Regions from separate parts of the Hordeum vulgare genome. Here region 2 is linked to region 1. A link is a contact called in public Hi-C data. All regions are on one chromosome and are shown on one strand. The core of a region is the stretch at or near the end of the contact, and the rest is flanking DNA. Distances in the headings are between cores, read along the strand shown. Region 1 holds the start of LOC123399399. Region 2 holds the start of LOC123394949 (mRNA-decapping enzyme-like protein).

What was found. A called contact is a pair of places that touch in the nucleus more often than the background predicts.
Region 2: a contact with region 1 is called in a Hi-C map of seedling, with 4 times the contacts expected there. The contact joins the promoter of LOC123394949 here to the promoter of LOC123399399 in region 1. A contact is called at or near these places in 3 of 6 Hi-C or Micro-C datasets (leaf and seedling).

What each region holds. Positions count from the first base shown.
Region 1 is chr5H:571,962,564-571,965,292 of MorexV3_pseudomolecules_assembly, forward strand. It overlaps LOC123399399, which reads right to left and starts at 1,347. Exons shown (of 1, transcript XM_045093815.1): 1 at 312-1,347. The coding sequence starts at 1,127. The coding sequence ends at 468.
Region 2 is chr5H:572,159,800-572,162,528 of MorexV3_pseudomolecules_assembly, forward strand. LOC123394949 (mRNA-decapping enzyme-like protein) reads right to left here and starts at 1,417. Exons shown (of 8, transcript XM_045089854.1): 1 at 1,070-1,417; 2 at 931-971. The coding sequence starts at 1,258.

The sequences.
Region 1 (2,729 bases), core at 97-2,596:
GTAATTTATCATCAAGTGTCCATCTTTAGAGCGACGCAACCATTAACTGTGATAACGCGTTTTTTGTGGTCGTCTCTGTCCGTCTCAGAATGCTGTCCTCTCCTCTCTGTCATTCCCTAATCATGGCCTCAACAACCCTGCGTCCGGCCAACATGTGACATGTCCCAACCAACCTGTCACTAGTCAACTCCCAAAGTCATGGCAACTCCCCCTAGCAACATCAACCGAATTGCAGTGCACATTCCATCCATCCAATCCAATGCAACCGTCGCAATCCATCCAACCCAAATCAGCACAGAGCAAGCAGCCAGTTTGATGATCAACAGCAACCTCTGAATCTAATAATCAACCAACAACAAATGAGAATCTTGTGAAAGAAGAGCAGAATCCATGCTTGTTCTACATTTTTTTTACAGCAGGAAGGGAAATCCAAGGAAATTAGCCGGTGGCAATGGCGGGCGCAGGGGCTAGCAGCCGGACATCTTGGCCCGGAGGATGGTGCACTTGGTCTTCTGGAAGGAGGTGGCGGCGACGTCCGGGTCGACGAGCTGCAGGCTCAGCGTGCAGATGACGACCAGCGGGCACTTGGCCTTGCGCCCCTTGTACTGCATCACCGTGTCCAGCCGCACCTCCACCTCGAACCTGCCGGCCTCCTTCTGCCTGGCGAACTCCGCCGCGCCGCCCGCCGGCAGCTTCGGGAGGGCCTTGTCGACGCCGCCCACCTTCAGGCGCACCGTCGTCTCCTTCCGGGCGGCGAGGTTGAAGGCCGCCACCGTGCCGGACTCGTCGAACAGGGTGCCGTTGAAGGAGAAGGCCGCCGCCACCGGCCCGAAGCTGATGGCGTAGTGCAGGTTGGGGTTGCGCATCGACACGGCCGCCGTGGCCTTGTACGACAGGACCTGGAGCGGGGACTTGGCGGTCGCCGCCGTGGTGGAGTTGGAGGAGTTGGGGGACGGGGCGAGCTCGAAGCTCGTGAGGAGGGCGTCCTCCGCCATGGCCGTCGGCGGCTTGATGACGGCGAAGGCGAGGATGAGGACGATGAGGACGGCCCCGACCACGAGCAGGATCGCCGCCCAGATGGCGATCTTGGTCCAGTTCCACTCTTCGTAGTCCCAGCAGCTGCCCATGGCTCGCCTGGCTGCTTGGTGGTGGATCTCTCCGGGTGATGGGGACTGCGAGAGAAGCGTGGAGCTGGAGCTGGAGCGCGCACGGCGACGAGAGACTTATAGCGAGCGGGTCTTGTGGCCAATGGGCATCCAGACCAGACGAGAGCAGAGCAAGACGAAGACCAAGACCAAGACCAAGACCAGCGGGGTCGTATAAACAAAGGGTGAAACTAGAAGGTGACCGTTGGTCATCTGAGCTGTGGCAACCACATGGTAGCTACTTCGGCCAGTTCTTTCTTAAAAACACACCAAAAGTGCATTTTATATCTGATATTTTAATCAAAAAAATGAATAACAATAATAACCCAGACAGTGGAAATACAGCTGGACACAGATCAATCAGTGTAAAAAATAAAACTACATTTCAAAATATACTAACCTTCTTCTTCCTTTTGTGATTAAAAATCACACTGAACCAACAACAAAGAAAATCGACTTTAAAAATCCGTAATAACAACTCATCCCTTGCCGAGACCTATAAGTCGGTAAAGAAGCATCGCTTGTCGTTGGAGCATCACTCCATGCAAAACAGGTTGGCGAGCCATCACCACCGAACACTAGGATTGAAAAAACCAGACCATGCTGTCGAACAACACATAATAAGTTGTCGAAATCATCTCAAAGCCAAGTAGATCTGGAAACACAAACTCTCACATGCATTCGTCGGCGCTCAAACAGCCGTCATTAGGTTAGGGAGAAATCGAAGAGACCTTTTAACAACACGTCATCCTCGCCACTGTCTCATCAATGTCGTTGTGAAAACAAAAACTGTGAAGGAAAAATAATAATGAATGGATGGGTCCCCACTCATCTTGTCGTTGCCGAGTCTGTCGTGCGGGGAAGAGGAGGGGGGGGGCTTCACGGCAAAGCTAGGGGTTCAAAGAGGCTTATACGGCCAGCCCACCAAATATTTGTTAGAGAATCCTCGTTTTACTTTGGTCAGTTAGTAGTGTTGGAGGTTGGGGCACTCGTATTTTATGTTCTCTTGTTTTTCACCATATACTATTTGCAAAGTGATTGGAATGGTTCGGACGTCTGTCGGTTACGCGCAACACTGAACTCTACAATGAGCCATAGATGTGACGTCACAGTTGGTTACAGGAAAGGCCCCTGGAGAAGAAGGGGAGGGGGGGGGGGGTTGACGGATAGTTGGGCGCTGGTGGACCAGCGGAGGAAGGTGTCTCCGACAGGGCAGGTGATAGTAAGGTCGGTTGCGGGTTGCTTATGACTCTAAAATGCATCATGCTTTATCAAAGTTTTGCCTTGCTTACATTTGTGTTTTTTTATTCTTAATTCGTAACATATTTATGAAAATTGGAGAAATCTTGGTTGTTTGTCAAGATTGCACATATTTTAGTTTTTTAATTAAAAACATTTTTTTAATATTGTAAAGAATAAGATGAGATTAACAACTTTAGTTTCAAAGACGGAGTCAAACGAACCTTCCTCGAGAGCCTTAGCCAAGCATCGGTATGACCAGGCCTAGTCATACCACCCAGCGTCGCCTCCATCAATCCAAAACCCATGACTTTCATGAAGGAGACAACACATTCAAGATATAGA
Region 2 (2,729 bases), core at 167-2,666, 200 kb after region 1:
ACATTCTAAAGCGCTTTATAGGCCCAACAAGTTTGCATCTCATCAGAAGAATACAAGAGGGCATTTGGTCATAACTCATAAGTCTAAAAGTACAAATAGCTGTAGATGCCAAAAATCACGAATGTAATGTTTACCGGTAGGCACTGTACTGTTTCAGGAGCATGCATCCCTGAATTTACATGTAAGCTATTGTAAGATGAGCAACAAACAGTTCAACGCATGTGTCCAGAGATCGTATGCAAAATACTAGCAGGGTCCAAAAGAAACTAATAGCCGATAGCTTGTGACAGACAGGAACTACCAACAAATATCAATAAACAGTACTGAAAGTTCCACACCAACATTGGTTTATCAACATTTGACAATCTAATAGAAATGAGACTACAAATACTTCAGGCCATGCAGGAAAATAAGAAATAGCAAACATTTCCCTAGCAACAAAATCCTAACAAATTTTCACCGTACAGGGGATTTCTGAACGAAACTGCAACTAAGTAATACACATTGCAAAGACCGAATCACAAAAACTCCATCTGATCCCAATTTCTTCTAGAAAGCCACTTCAATGCTCTTTACTCAAAATTCACAACATCCACATTTAAGTAAACACCCAAGTAGCTGGGAATTCCACAAGCATCCACCAAACATCAGAAAATTGTAACAGCTAGCAGTGCTTTCCCTAGCAACCAACCCCTCTGTAATCTTCGCTGGGTAAGCAATTGCACAACCACAATGCTGTCCAAATACAAAATCATCATGCCATTCCATTCCGAAGGCGATTTCAGTTATTATCTTCTAAAAATCGACAGCATCAGCGCCCAATTCAGAGGGCATCCATGAAACAAGAGCAACCAACCAACGCTACACTAATCGGCCGAAGCCAATGTCGCAATCTAGGGCGATCGGTCAGAGAGGGTCGGGGCCACGAACCTCTTGACGACGAAGAGGGACCCCTCCACGCCCTTGTGGCTCTGCACAAACACACGCGGACACAGAGATCGAGTCAAGAACCGTCGAGAATGGGGGACGGTTCGGCGGAGGGGGGGGCGGGAGGGGGAGGGTTCAGTACCCATCGGGCCGTGTCCTGGTCGAAGCTGTAGGCGGTGACGCTGGCGGCGGTGATGAGGATGTCGGCGACGGCGGGGTCGAGGCGGCGCAGCACGGTGAGGTTGAGCAGCCGCGTGCCCTCCCGGTCCGCCCCCAGGTTCGGCGTCACCTTGCTCCGCCTCCCGCCGCCGCCGCCGCCGCGCCGCTTCATGGCCCTCGCAGGAAACCCTAGCTGGCGGCCGGAGCGGCTTCGGTCCTGGGGGTTTGGACGGCCGGGCGATCGCTGACGATGGCGGTGGGGGCGAGAGAGCGCTCTCGCCTTTGCCGCGCACGCCGTGGCACCGCCGCCGTGTGCGTCACAGCTGCCTGCGCCAGGCCGGGCCACTTGTCAGCCACCGGGTGGAGCGGCTCCGGGGGGCTCATCCGCTCGGCTAACCTCGCCTGCGTCCCAGCCCAGTGACGAGTTTCTAATGGGCCTGTACCAGACATTCACAGTTGAAGGGCCTGTTTCTTTTTTCAAGCACCATTATAAAAACCGCGAGCGCTACATTTCGCCCATACATATTCCTATCAAATATACCGACCAGCACACTTATTTTGGGACAGAGGGAGTACATTATTAACATATTAAAAAATATATGTTTCATGTCTATATTTTTTCATACATATTGTACATTTTTCGTATACATCAACAGCATTTTGTTTATACGTTAGCATTTCTAAATGCATGATTTCATGCTTTCTTTCAGAAAATGTTTTAGAAAACGAATGCGTGCTAAAACATTCGAAAACATGTTGAAAAAACATTATAATATATGAAAGATTTTTTAGAACTATGCAAACATTTTTTACATTGGGTAAACATTTTTTCCAAATATTTCACAATCATTTTGTTTGAAATGCATGAACATTTTTTACTGAATGAAACGTATATTTTCTAAAACGGTAAATATAATTAATTACATGAACATTTTATCTATGTTGTAAGAGTTTTTTAAAAATGCTATGTACATATTTTTTTAAAGAATGAACAATTGAAGGTAGAAAAAATTCTAAAAGTGAAGCGAAGATTTTTTGTATATTGCATTTACATTTTATTTACACTGCATTTACTATTGTTTTCATAACATATGTATTTTGAGTTTCTTTAATATAAACAAAAGAAGAAGAAAAACATGGGTGACATTAGGATGACTATAATGTGATGGGTCCATGTCGTAAATAAGGCCGACCTACTACCAGTTAGCTGCAGGTGATGGAACATAAATCGACAAATCTTGAGGTAAGTATCTAACCTATGTGTCGATAAGCGATTGTAACAACGACACGAATTTTACCTAAGTTTGAGCTTTTCAAGAAGATAATACTCTACGTTCTACTTGTGTTTATTGTGGTGTACTAGTAAGTATATAGTACATGTATTTGTAAAGAGATTTCTTATGTTTTTTTAATTAAGGGCTTTGAAAGGGACTCCCACTGACATTTAGATTATATCAAAACAAAGAACAGTTACATGTTTACGTTAGAGGGGAGGGAGTGAGAGTACAAAATTGAGAAAACCCCTAAACAACAAGAGGAATAATACAATAAAATAAAAAGAAGAATAATTAGTGGGCAGGGCCGGGCTGGAAAAATCCGGGGCCTTGTGCAAAACTAAAAATTGGAGTCATATCTCAAAAAAA